Regions from separate parts of the Zea mays genome. Here region 2 is linked to region 1. A link is a contact called in public Hi-C data. All regions are on one chromosome and are shown on one strand. Each heading gives the region's core, a stretch centred on a gene start, on an enhancer-like site or on the middle of the called end of the contact. The rest is flanking DNA. Distances are from core to core; before and after follow the strand shown. Region 1 overlaps LOC103654570 (DEAD/DEAH box RNA helicase family protein). Region 2 holds the start of LOC542062 (barley mlo defense gene homolog 4).

The links. Hi-C and Micro-C count contacts between places; a contact is called where the count stands out from the background.
Region 2: a contact with region 1 is called in a Hi-C map of tassel, with 3 times the contacts expected there. The contact joins the promoter of LOC542062 here to the enhancer-like site in region 1. A contact is called at or near these places in 2 of 25 Hi-C or Micro-C datasets (ear and tassel).

Annotation. Positions count from the first base shown.
Region 1 is chr4:212,975,323-212,982,637 of Zm-B73-REFERENCE-NAM-5.0, forward strand. LOC103654570 (DEAD/DEAH box RNA helicase family protein) reads left to right here. Exons shown (of 22, transcript XM_008681414.2): 12 at 2,823-2,886; 13 at 3,251-3,327; 14 at 4,046-4,095; 15 at 4,172-4,337; 16 at 4,439-4,560; 17 at 4,635-4,952; 18 at 5,058-5,121; 19 at 5,365-6,459; 20 at 6,586-6,640; 21 at 6,789-6,944; 22 at 7,258-7,315. Among protein-coding and RNA genes, the nearest start is that of LOC103654570, 24 kb to the left of the region's middle. Within about 2 kb of position 1,894, at least 2 of the 20 cell types and tissues checked have an H3K27ac peak or open chromatin away from gene starts, as enhancers often do. A contact at or near this core is called in ear and tassel, where this site is marked.
Region 2 is chr4:213,583,992-213,590,960 of Zm-B73-REFERENCE-NAM-5.0, forward strand. LOC542062 (barley mlo defense gene homolog 4) reads left to right here and starts at 4,203. Exons shown (of 15, transcript NM_001111699.1): 1 at 4,203-4,392; 2 at 4,497-4,554; 3 at 5,035-5,243; 4 at 5,354-5,470; 5 at 5,565-5,625; 6 at 5,732-5,823; 7 at 6,101-6,175; 8 at 6,284-6,369; 9 at 6,806-6,855; 10 at 6,942-6,969. The coding sequence starts at 4,273.

The sequences.
Region 1 (7,315 bases), core at 644-3,143:
TTTTGACTCATCAAGTTGGAGGAGAGCCGTCCTGGCCGGTGCTGTTGGAGGTAGCTCGATGCTTGCGTGTGCTAGGAGTAGAGCCTCCTCCGCCTGTGCGATGTGGGCCTGGCCGCGTCGTGGCTATCGACAATTCCTAGCCCAATGGCCGAGCTTGCCACAATTGTGGCAGGTGTTGTCTCGTGGCGGTTTTTGGTTGCCGGCGGGCCGCCCTGTGCGCCTTCGTGGGCACCGCCATCAGCACGTCCTCGTGTCCCGCTCCGCGCGCCTCTGTGCGGCTTGCCACGTTTACGGCCACCTATCGAGGAAGAGGACATCCTTTTCTTCTTGTCACCCTGGCAGGCCTCCCAATGCTCCCGAGTGACATGTAGCTTCCTGCCGATGGTGATAGGCCCAGAGAGAGCCTGTGGTTCGTCGTCGTCGACGACCTTAAGATGACCCATCATCTCTTCGATCGTCATTGTGGAGAGGTCTAGCAGAGACTCGATCGAGCGAGCGATTTGCTTGTACTTATCAAGGATGCAACAGAAAAGCTTCTCGATGGCTCTCTCATCGTAGGTGTCGTCGCCAAATTGCACCATCTTCTGCAACATAGTGTGGAAGCGGAGAGCAAAGTCATCAACATCCTCACCTGGCTTGAAGGCCAGGTTCCCCCCTCCTTGCGAAGTGCATGCAGTGTGGTCTTGCGGGCACGGTCGCCGCTGATGCGGGTCACAGCGATGGTGTCCTAGGCCTCCTTAGCAGTCCGTTTCTGGGAAAGCGAAAACTGCATCTCGGGAGGGACTGCAGCAATGAGGGCATCCAACGCCCATCGATCCTCATAGTAATCGGCGTCGCCGTACTGAATTACTTCTCACATGTGGCGAACTTGGAACCGTACCTTCATCACCGCGGCCCACTCGACGTAGTTGGTCTTGGTGAGGGTAGGCCACCCACCACCGGGACTGATGTCCTTGACAATTGCATGGACCTTGCGGTGGCCATGGTATTGATCCGGGGAGGAAGAGCCGCACCGCCTGTAGAGGCCACGATATCCGTTGACCCGACCGCCGCCACCGAGAGCACTGCCGCGCGTTCACGTCCGTTTGGGTTGCCACCGCGTGCACTCTCGCCCGGTGCGCCGTCGGCGCGTCTGCGCCTATTTGGGCTACCGCCGCTCGTGCCCCCATGGGGATGCACGACTGCCCACTGTGCTGTCTGCTCTCGCGCTGCCTCTCTCGCCAGCCTTAGCTCGTCGTTGGTGTTGCTGTCGACAGAAGCAGAGCTACCAGTGCTACTGCCACACAGAGCCTCGAGCTCTGCTGCCGCCGCACGTGTAGCATCCGTCGCCTCCGCTGCTTCTACTTTCGCCCTCGCTGCTGCCAGTCCCGCTGCAACTATCCGTGATGCCCTCGCCGCTGTCGCTGCAGCTGCTCGCTCGCGTTCCTATGCCGCAGTGACCTCGGCCTCCTGCTGGCGCCGCACACTTGAAGTGACCGAGCTGGGGCTTTTCTTCGGTCATGGTGTGCTAGCGTGGGGTTGTTGTGTGGGGAAGAGGCTGTCTCGGACAAAGGCTGCTCGTCTGAGCACGAGAGGAGGGTTGAGTAGAAACAGTCGATGTTCTTGCTGCTGACTGAGTATGGGGAGATGCGCGGGAAGGAGATGCGCAAGAGATGTTTAGGCTGCATGATAGTTTGGCTTCGATATCAATTGTAAGCAACAGGACTCTTACTCTCATCCAGAGGATGACACTACGAGTTGGAGCAATTTATTTGTTTATTTCTAACACACTACACAATGCCATACCCATCTAAGGGTTGTGATATATATTTATAGCGCAAGGGGCTGAACTACAGAGGTGCTGTCCGTCAAAGATTGGACTGCAAAGATGTTAAAGGTGCTGTCCTAAGTAGGAATGCTGACCCTAGATGCTAAAGGATATGTCCTAACTGCAGATGCTGTCCTTAGATGCTAAAGGTGCAGTCAAGATAGCAGATGCTGTCCTTGTGCAGTCAAAACTGCAGCAAGGCTGCTGTCCTTGGCTGCCAAAGGACTGCTGTCATACACAAAGATGCTCAAGATTTATTTCATCATCAGATATGCAGACAGCAAGAGAGCTGCACATAATTGCAATAAAGATAAGAGTATAAGAACATAAGAACACTACTTGCACACGGACACTTAACTTATATTACATTAACACTTGGTGTGGACATTTCTACTTTTTTCCAGTCAGCTAATTGAACCCCTTTCTTACAGTACAACTGATCTTGCTCTGCCTAGGTTGACATCTGTACCTTTTTCCAGTCAGCTAGAATACTGTCATGCAAAAAAAAGGAAATTTGACATCATAATTCATCATGCACCCATATTTCATCTTCCCCATCTCCGATTTGTTCCGCTTCCATACAATGATCAATGCCCTAAACTAGTCTAGATGGGAAAGTGCCTAGACAAGGCACTTAGGTGCCAAGTGAGCTGGTGAGTAGGACCACCTTTCAAAATAGAGGCTGTAATGATGGTATACTGGTCTGTAGCAAAGTAGTATTATGTCTGTTGGGTTTGATTATTTACAGTTTGCAATTTATCAGCACACATGATGCTAGTAATAGTAGTATTCTGGTAATATGGAATTATTTCATCTGTTTCAGTGACCGCTGCACTGTACCCCATTAATTTATGCATGTTCCCTTATGAAGGACTTATGTTTTAATTCATGCCGTCATGGAGTTCCAAGTGCTGCTTAACATCAACTAGAATTATCCACATATGATAGCTTGTTATGTTTACATGTTCTTTGTCGTTGAACGCATTATGTTTACACGTTATGTTTAATGGCATAGATACTGATTCCAATTTGAAGGACTCAAGGATTATTATATTTTCCCATTACCGAGAAAGTGTCAAGTAAGAATCAAACCTGGCAACTTGGTCTTTATTTCTACTAAGTATATTTTTCATACATTTCTGTTCCTGTTCTGGCACTTATCTGCTGAACTCTGAACTATTTGATGATTGGAAAAAAATGTTTTGTATTTTTGTTTCATTTGTCAAGTTTGGCCATAGCTGTCCTTAAATCACTTTTGTCTTGACAAATTCTTGTAATCTACAGATTAAGTATCCACATTTGTTTTGTTAAATTTTGTTCACGATCCTTTATATAACATATAAACTTATTGTTGACATGCTTGCTTTGAAAACACTTTAATTGTCCTCTGTTTGTCAGTTCATCATAAATGTTGAATGTTTTGCTGAATGCTTTGCAATGCAGTGAAATATATTGCTCACTACAGGATATTGATGATAAACTTGTCAGACCTGTTGAATTCATTGGTCAAAGCTCAGCAGGTATGGAGGATCTTGTTGGAGTATTAAATATTTGCAGAAGTAGGTCATGCAGATATATTTTTGTTAGTTCTGATTAGCTATTGTTTCAGTTACTCTCGTTATAAAACCATGTCGTTCTGACGTTCTGTCGACAGTCTCCAAAATGTAACTTTGACAATGGCCTTTCTATACATACATATGTAAAAGCCATAGAACCATAATATCATGGAATTACCTTTCAGAACAAATCTATACATGGAATTATAATGTTCCGAATAAAATACTTTAAAAGCTATCAATAGTTAAAAATTGAAGATATTGATTCCATGTATGTCCAAAATGACATGTATTTGTGATCGATCATTGAAATTAGTACTACATTATACTGATTATTTAGGATATACTAGGGAAAAGAACATGTGGCATGAGTGAGGGATTGTGTTCAGTTGATCCCATGGTTTTTGAGGTGATGTGCTGTCCTGTGGTGCTGGGGGTACACCTAGGTGATATGGTGTAACTAACACTTGTGGCATCCTGTGGCATCTGGGGTACGCCTGGCCACCTAGATGACGATCAAAACACAATGGTTGAACCTAGTGAATAGCCCCTTACCTCTTTTGTCTAGGTACATCTACAGAAGAAGTTTTTACAAGATGTGGGGCATATAAAAATGCAGTAGATGAATCATGAATCCAGATAATTGTTTCACATTACTAGTTCAAGCTTCGGTCTTTGACAGGTAACCAACTGAAGGGGCAAAGCCAAAAAACTCAACAAGCTATTTTGAAGGTATCAGATAATAACTCCTATCAGTTCTTGATTTGGCACTACTTATGGCATTTCTAATCATCTAGTTCATTTACAGAAATTCCGATCTGGGGTATATAATGTTTTGGTGGCAACATCAATTGGCGAGGAAGGACTTGATATTATTGAGGTTGATCTCGTGATCTGTTTCGATGCCAATGTCTCACCATTAAGGATGATTCAACGGATGGGAAGAACCGGGAGAAAGAATGAAGGTCGAGTTGATATCCTTTTGTGATGATGAGAATAGCACGTTCTCAAGTTCAAAAGTTACATTTCTATACAAGTTTTCTTCTTTGGCATTTGCTACCTTAACTGCTCATACTGGTTTTGGCTTATGAAGGTCAGGAATTGCAGGGGTACAGAAAGAAACAAGGAGATTGTCGAACCATGAGGAAGCTATTGCATAACAGTGAGAGATTTGAATACCATGCTAGTCCTAGGATGGTAATTTTGTATAATGTATTTTTTCCGTAAAATTGTTTATTCTGAAATACTAATTTAACTATCCACATCAACAGGTTCCACATGTCTATAAACCAGAAGTTAAGTATGTTAAGTTGACAATAGACAAGTATATTCCTCACGCAAAGAAAATGAGGGTTGCCGCAAAAGAAGCCTCGCCAATTCCATGGAAGATGTCGGAGGCAGACGGTCAAATGATTACTAGGTACTTTAGTGTGTGCAAAGAAGAAGTTTGGAGGCCGTCCCTTGTGGCATTTCCTAGATTTCAGCTTTATCCAAGTGTCGTTCACAAAGTTCCACATTCATTTCGGACAACAGATATGCTAACTGATGCTATGAAGCAACTTCAAGACCCATCTCTTTTCAGGACAAAGGTAGATTCATTGAAAATCTGTGTGAATTTTTTGTTGTTTATTCTGTATAATTTAAAAATGAAAACAAATCATGCTTGGTACCATTGTTTCTGAACTCTTATTCAGTGTGAAATCCCTTTGCAAGAACCTGCTAATGTTTCTGCTGTGGAGGAGGGTCTGGAACATGAAGGTACCAATACTCGTCATATTCTTCCTTTGTAAATTTGTTTAGTTTATGATGCTGACATTTTAGCACTATAAGCTTCTAACAGTAATATTATTTTCCCTTAATTTATGTAAAACCATCTCCCTTCTTATGGCAACTCATTTGTTCAATGTATATCATTTCTATTCGGTAATTTCACAACTACAAGCCTGGAGTTTCAAATCTACTTCTGTTTAATTGGTGAATGGCATTCTTAACCATGTTTAGGTCTCTATGCTGCTAATGGAAATGAGGAAATGCCTCAGGAATGTGACGGTTTAGAAGCTTCATCGAGTGTAGTGTGGAATGAAAATGTTTCTGTGCCAGGTTCTCCAGTTAAGAAGTATCCGGTTCACACTTTCTTCAGTGGTGATTATGTAACTGTGGATAGAAGAGGCAGCGTTTTGATTACTTATGTACCTGTCCTGCCTCAAAAAATTGCATTCAGTAAGGACATAAAAAGTGCAGTTTGGAATAACAAAGATCAGAACAAAGCCAAACCTTACAGATCAGCAGCAGGCGTCTGTAGGACAACAGTTGAATTTGTCCTTGGTACCAATACAGACAAACATTTGTTTGTGGATAATTTATCAACTGTAGCCATGCATTCCCCTGAGTGCTCTTGGCATGGTGACAATGTTGATGACAATCATGTGCTTACTACTGTACCATCCAAAACACTGACAAGCCCAAGGGAGAAAATGGACACACCCTGCAATGTTAAACTGCCAGAGTCCACCTATTCATATCAGGAAGACATGGAGCTTAATTCAAGGCTAACAGTATATATGGAAGAAGGAATTGTTCCTGAGTCTCCAGTGGTTGAAGTTAGCCACCTACGTCTAGAGATGGATGAAGCTGCAGACTTTGGAGCTGTGCCAAAGCGTGGTTCTCCAAAGTCACGTGATGAGAGGGCTCATGCCAATGTAGCTGGAAGTCACAAAGGACCTTTGAACTTTGAGAAAAACGATCAATTGCTTTGTGGGGAAAACGAGTTTGATGGATCATCAAGGTTGTATATGCTAGATCAGACTCGAGCCAAAACAGAAGAGCCAATGCATCCTTCAAATGTGAAGATGGCTACTACTACAAGACATACTCCTGGGAATATGCTGTGTGATAGTTTCTCAGGTGATTATCAGCTTAGGTCAGGGGGGGATGCATCGGGATCAGTCCAGCAAGCACCTAAGTACAGAAGACTATGCAAATATGGTGACAAGATCAAAAGAGTCTCTTCCATATCTTTGGATGGCTGTGATGATAGGTTTGAAGAATGCAATATTGCTAATAAAGATAGGCCAAACCAAATAAAACATGCTATGGGTGAGCTGGTTCTTGCAACCCTTATAGTCAATGTTCAATATTGTTATTTTTTTTTTCATTTTCTTTTTTGTGTTTGTTGGAACATATCTTTACATCTTGTTGGATGTTTTGAACCTCGTATTCTAGGGACAAAAAGGAAGACCAAGAGGCGTCTAGATGCCTATATTGACGAGGAAGTCGGGTAAGATTCCTGTCACCTTTCGAATGGAAACTACATACCAGCAGACGAACTCTTGCTGGTTGTTTTTTGCTATTTTTATGGCTTACCTATACCTATGCGTCATGTTATCTTACCAACTTCCAACTTTACTCTTGCATTATTGCATTAGGGTGTCTGAAGATGCATATGTTTCAGAGGATGAGGATGATAATCAGAGTGAAGATAAATACGAAGATAGCTTCATTGATGATCAGGCAACTCCAACTGAATTTACACAAACTGAACAAGGTGATCGACACAATGGTGACATGATGGGTTTCTACAGGTATTATCAGATCATTAGCCAACTCATTTCCGGCACAGTTTTGGAATGATGTCCATCTAGATTGCATGTTTGTGGTTATTGTGTTCCTGGCATTCAATATGGCATCAACAAGCACAAGTGCTGAAGTTTTATAATCGATAGTTACAGTTCAAAATTACCGCGTTGTTTTACAACTGAAAACAAATGGATTTGCACGGTTTGATTATTATGATTAAGATATTCAGCCTGTAACATAGTTTGACATTATTTGCACGAGTTTAGTTCATATGTTTGCTATTTTTCCTGAAGCCAATTTCGTTTGATGTTTGTGCAGGCAATCGTTGTTTACTCAGTCCCCAGTAGTTCTACCCTCAAGGTACCTTGATGTTTCT
Region 2 (6,969 bases), core at 2,953-5,452, 610 kb after region 1:
CTCGCTCGCAACCTCTCACCCCCAGCCCCATATAATTCTGGTGTTTTCCTCCCTCCCTCCCTCCTCCAGCCATCATAGTGCGGAGCTCCATCGGCCTCAGCCCAGCTCTGCCAACTACCGCTTTGTCCCTCTGTCGACTCCCACGCGCAACCAATCACCCTCAATCGTCCCCATCACGCACCTCCGTCGCGCGCCCCAACTCACCATGGTCTCTTCATCGGCGTCCCTCGAGGCCCTCATCTTTGATTGCGACGATGTCATACTGGAGCCAGAGCACCTCCACCGCCAGGCCTACAACGATGCATTCGTGAACTTCCGGGTTTGCTGACCGCCGGCCTCCGCCGACCCGTTGTACTAGGACAAGGCCATCTACAACGACCTATAGATCCGTGAAGGGAAGCCCAAGATGCGGTAGTACGTGTGCAAGTCTGGTTTCTTTTGTTATAGAATTGCTCGACCTACTGGTTAATTGCTTGTGATGATCATGTGCCCTGTGCTTGGTGCTTTGCACAGTGGGGATGCCCATGCTTATGTGTTAGTGGGATGTCAAATCGTATCTTCGGTTTAATTTGTGCAAATGCAAGGCCGCTCGCTCTGCGACGTGCTGGCCTTGTTCGGCACGGGCTCCCACGTGCCTCCTGTCCCCCCTCGCTGGTGGCTTCGGCTCCCACGGCGGCGACATCCTGCTTCTCGGCGCGCCCGCCATCGCTGAGGCCTGCGATGCCACGCCCCAATGGGCTCCACACATCGAGTGTTCTGTGGCTTCATCTGCTTCTACGATGTTCTTCCACTTGCTTCATATGTCCTATGCTCACGAACTGCTTGTGGAAATGCCAACAGGAAGTGACGTTCCAGATCTTTCTAGAACATATTTAGTGATTATGATGACCTAAATGCGCCTAAGGTAATGGAGACTGTGCTTGCACTATTCAACCTCTTGCAGTATTCTGATACAATTGTAAGTTTGATTATATATGATAAAAATGTGTTTTTCTCCATATATATCCTCGGCAGTTGTTCCTCTAGGTATACGTACTCTCGTCACTCTCTTTTCTAACTCGGATCTTCTATTTTTGATTGGTCATTCAAGTTGCATCGTATGCCAATATTGTTTATTTTATTCTATGTTTGGAATGGTTTATTTTTGTGATACGACCAAACCCAATTGAACTGTCATGGTGCTTCCAATCCTAAACAAATGCTTATTATATGATCAGATATATATTCCTTTTTTTGCACTGCTAACTATCAAGTAGAGTGAAGGAAAGTAAATATAATTGTCTCCTTTGTTTTTTCGGTAGATTCTTTATCTCCAAGATATGGACAACCAGAAAATGTTTAACACAACTTGTTAATATGAATTGTTCTCATACACTAAATTTTGATAAATCATTTCTCTTTTTTCATCATATGTGTGGTAATGGAGTCCGTTGCACTGCTCGGTTTATAGAAGACCTTGAAAATCTGAAGGGGGCAAATAGGTAATGGATTGCATCATCATTGTAAAAAAATTAAAATTATTTACACAAAAATTGCACATGAGGCCTTGTTGTTCTTTGCCCAATTTTGTTTTATGGGGAATCTGAGTCTAATATTTCATTTTGGGCTTCTTTTGGGTTAGTACCTTTTTCTGTTCAATATTCACAGAGATGAGGGTTGCAAGTCCCACTTTGTAACTCCACTATGTACACAACTTTGGAGAAATTTCAATACTATTTGTTGCAATTGTGATGGACATCTAGATAGCTTGGTGTTTCATTTTCTTAGAAGAATCAGGTAAGAGGTTCTGATTTAAATTGGTAAAGCATATCTGAAGTTTGTTTTTTTGTTTTTAGAAGAATCTGAATATGTGATACATGGTTATAGTAATACTATGTCCATATGCTGATCCTGACTGATTTTGTTGTGATGCTAACAGGTATGACTGTGGTGAAATATTACATAGCGTTAGTTCTATGATACCTGTTTTTTACTTACTATATTGTGATTTATGGTATTCCCTATATAATTTGGCATCCCTTGTTCGTTCTCTAAATTCTAGGCAGTGGAATGTAAAAAAAAGATGTGGGACAACTTGTTGAGCATGCAAAGATATGTGTCTTAAGTAGAAAGAATTATGTATACTATGCTAGAGACTCGAGAAACGTGGGTGCAATATTCAATAACATCTACGAGTTCACTGGTTTGATTGCCGATGATTACTACATTTCAGCTGAAAATCTCACACATGACATTGGTCATTGGCGACTATATTAATCCGGGGATAGTTGCAGGATACAGACCCAAATTAGACTACCCAAGGCGTGGGGGCATCCGCCTATGTTTGAATAGTTTTGTTGTGGCATGCTCTGTTTTTGCCAAATAAATAGACTGAACCTCCATGCCCATGCTGAATTTGCTTCTCAGAGAGTTATTTTTAGTAAATTTCTCATGTTTGTTGCAAAACCTTTAAATTTTCTTGCCAAACTAGATTGTGTTGTTTAGGGAGCTTGCACAACGATTAGTTGGAAGGAACCTAGGAAGAAAAGAATTGGAAGGATTAGTCATGTTTTATATGTATATAAGCTATCCTTGACGTGCTTGTTGTTTGCTGGTTTGGTATTGCAGGTTGAAATACCTAGGTAAGTTAGAGCATAGAATAAGGGTTGGAATCTTCGTATCTCTTTTTTACCTATGAGATAAAAAATATTTATGACACAAACTTTAGCTCTTTATTTAGTGTGATGCAAAGTTGATGCTTCTGGGGTTCATCTCCCTGTTACTGACGATGTTTTAGGGGATGGTCTGGAAGACATGCATCTCTGAACGTCGGGCATTCCACATGTTGCCATACGAGAAGCCAGATGAGAAGGCTGGTGAGGCTGCCACCACCGAGCATTTTGTTGTTGTAGGGGACCTTGGCAAAATTGGTAGGCGCCTAATGAGTGAAGGCACCGTTGGGCTGAGCACTGGCACAAGGTAATCAGACTTTTGGAATTGGAATTTTAATCTCTTGCAATTAATTTTGTTTTTTTCGAAAACTGAACTGCTGAATCAGTTCAGTTGACAACTGTGTCGAATGAACTCAAAATCTTTTTTTTGTTCAGTGCAAAACTGTTTGTGGATGCTGCCCACTCTTGCACGACTAGGGTATTGTAACCATGAAAGCAACACATAAGACTATCTCTAGCAGCTTACCTATTCTCATGCTCATATTTAACTTTCACTTTCCGAATCTATTCTCGTACTCATATTTAAACTTTATTTTGCGAATAATGTAGTCTATAGTGTAAATCAGTGTTTTGGACGATCATATAAATGATGTGTTAGACACGATCCAAGTAACTCTTGGCCGACTGGGTATTGTAACTCGACCGCTTTGCTAGCGGCGGCGCGAGCACGCCTAGGTGCAGCAGTAGCACTGCCTGCGGACAACTATGCATTCTCCGACTCCATGGCGGCAGGGGAATGGAAACCGGAAAAACTGTGTTTATATCCACCGGGAAGACTATATTTATATCCCCCGTCAGCAAGTGCATGCTAATATGTTTAGTTCTATTGTATTCTACTTGTGTAAACTTGCTAGCTACTATTGTATATTGGATGTACGCACTATATGTTGTTTGTACGATACACTTGCATTCCTCTCTATTTCACTTCTTCTTTTACGCACTTCTATTCATGTTTTTTTGGATATACCAATGAACATAAAACAAATAAACATAAGAACACTAACATTTTGTTGAATATTTTATATACCGTTGTAGCGCGCAGATTACTAACTAGTTGTGTCTTAAAAAATGTGTCCTCGTCCGTACAAGGTTTTATCTCTATGTTTTGGGTTTTGGCACGGCGAGAAGAAACGAGAGCACGTGGGGCTTGCGCTGCGGACCGCTTATGGGCTACGGCCTCGGCGCTCGTGCTCGTGCCGCCCCATGCCCCCATGTGCCGCTGGCCGCTGCTGCCTCTGCAGGCTCTGCAAGGCTGCTAGCTGACCAAACTCCCCCTCCTCCGACCTTCCCGAATTTCTGATGCTGTTGCCACTTGAATGCTCTCCTCTCGCGCGGTGCCTGCCGTTGCTGCTCTGATGCCGATGGATCCCGCGCCGACCCAACCGCATCCGCATGCCACCCACCTCCCCTCCGCCTCGATCCGCATTAATTACTCCGACCTCACCACTTCCTCGCCGCTTCCAAATCCCAATAATACCATCGCGTAAATCCAGATATCAGGGCAGCTGGAACTGAAGGTGGCGGGAGCCGAGTGATCCGGCGGTGAGCTGAGCGGGGCGGGATGGCGGCGGAGCAGGGGCGGTCGCTGGCGGAGACGCCCACCTGGTCCGTGGCAACCGTCACCACGCTCATGGTCGCTGCCTGCTTCCTCGTCGAGCGCTCCCTCTCGCGCTTCGCCAAGGTGACAGAGTCCCGCCCGCACGGGGCATTCTTCTCGCCTCACTACTGCTTTGCTGCTGTTCGCTTAGCTGACCCCCGCCGGCTGTTGTTCGCTCCGCACCGCAGTGGCTGCGCAAGACCAAGCGGAAGGCCATGCTCGCCGCGCTCGAGAAGATCCGCGAAGGTACGTTCCCACTTCCCCTCCCTCCCTCGCGGCCTCGCCGTCTCGCCCTTTCCTTCGTCCTCACCTGCTTTTTATCGCCCTAATCTGAACGCGCTCTTGTGCTGCCTGCTGAATTGCTGAACTAGATAGCGGTGCACTACTGTACATGTGACTACCATGTATCATTCCACAATTTGAGGAGCTCAGCACTCAGCAGCCTTTCTAACTGGCCGATGTTGATTTGTTTGTTTGCTTGCTGCAACTGAATATTCATGGACGGGTTGGTAGTTTGGTAGTACTATTCATTGCCTTGCAATGCTGCTAGCTTTAGACAGGGTACTACATTGTCTCCAAGGATCTAGATACCCTGTGGCGACCTCGTCACACTCACTTCTTCCTACCTGCTCAAGCTCAACCGTGAATGTTTCTGCTGCCACTGCCGCCTCTCGCAAGCTGTTCGACTGTTAGCCTCTCACCAATAGAAGCCATGTCTGCACGCAGAGCTGATGCTGCTCGGAGTCATCTCGCTGCTGCTCAGCCAGACGGCGCGCTTCATATCGGAGATCTGCGTGCCGTCCTCGCTCTTCACCAGCCGCTTCTACATCTGCTCCGAGAGCGACTACCAGGACCTGCTGCGCAACACGGACGCCAACCAGACGGCGCTCGACAAGAACATGTTCGGTGGCCAACGGCTGCACGTCTGTGGCGAGGTATTGGTAACCCAGATGTCCTGCTCCCAGCCTATTGAGGTCAATGGAACTGGGAGCGGAGCACACTGTTCACTCATCGCTTGGGTTGGAACCTAATCTGTCACTTGCAGGGCCATGAACCTTTTGTTTCGTACGAGGGCCTTGAGCAGCTGCACCGGTTTCTCTTCATCCTTGGTATCACTCATGTGTTGTACAGTTTTGTAACAGTGGTTCTGTCCATGATCAAGGTTCGTGCTCACTGCCTGATTGCGGCTCTGACATTTTTCCCTCTTATTTTCTTCTGAGTTTATTATGGTATATATCTTTCTGCTATTGGTGCAGATCTATAGCTGGAGGAAGTGGGAAACCTTAGCAGGTCCAATTGCTGCTGAGGAATTGAAAGGTAGGGAGGGTCATTCGGTCATCTGCTGGAAGTGGATGCTTTGTTTGGCCATGTTTTATGCAACCCTGTTGATGTGTACTACCTCACTGATCTTTGTCTCTCTCAGCTAGGAGAACCAAGGTGATGAGAAGGCAGTCAACCTTTGTTTTTAACAATGCTTCTCATCCATGGAGCAAAAATAAAATACTTATTTGGATGGTAAGATTCCTTTTCTGTTTCTTGATCTTTCTGTGGAACAGATACTGACTGTATCATCCTTTGTTATCTGATTAGTTTATCACCGTGTAAAGACATAAAAATGCCTTATTTTTCTAGCTCATCCAGTCATTTCGAATTCAACCTCAAGTTTACTGATGAAAGAACATCTAAGACTGTCACCGACCATAAAGTCAAAAGATTCATGTATCTGAAGCCTCAAATAAGTAGTATACATCCATAATCACTTGGATTTAAAGTTTCTTTAATTGCATTGCAGCTTTGCTTTTTGCGTCAATTCAAGGGCTCCATAATAAGGTCAGACTATTTGGCACTGAGGTTGGGCTTTGTCACAGTGAGTACTCTAATTTTTTTTTCTAATGTTTTAGCATCCTCGCCCCACCTGCTCCCCCTGCCAAGATTATTCTAATATGCCATTTTGTTCATGTGATTTTCTTGATAGTATCACAAGCTACCACATTCATATGACTTCCATAAATACATGGTACGGAGCATGGAAGATGATTACAATGGGACTATTGGTATCAGGTAAAGCAGAATTTACTCTACAGAGTATCCACTTTTCATGTGATCAATTAAGCATCAAGAAAACTACCTTTGATAGAGTAGATTTCTTGATTCGAATAACGAAGCATTCAAGTATACTGGTCTAGAAATAGTTTCCCATGAGATCCAGTATGGTGGCTGTGTTGAGGAAACTGGACCTGCGGGGGTAAGACCGCCCCCGCGGCATTGCATTGAAGAAGATGACCTATGATGGATTTTTCCAATACATATGTTGGTAGCTACATAGTGACCCAAACTTTAGGGACTTCTTTGCTCCTTCCGATTGATAATGCCAGTTAAAGCTATCTAAATATTTAGCCTTCTTCGAACTTGGTTATAGCATATCAAGAGCTATTAATTTTCTTTAATATTTTTGCTACATGTGGTATTCATACACGAGCACATCTATTTTTTGCAGTTGGCCACTTTGGGCATATGCGATTGTCTGCATATTAATCAATGTTCATGGTACCACTTGCTCCAAATCTCTCTTCTTCCCTTGCCTCCAAGCTTAAACCCGTGTGACACTATTTGGCTCTTTTCTAAAATTGCAGGTATCAATATATATTTCTGGTTGTCCTT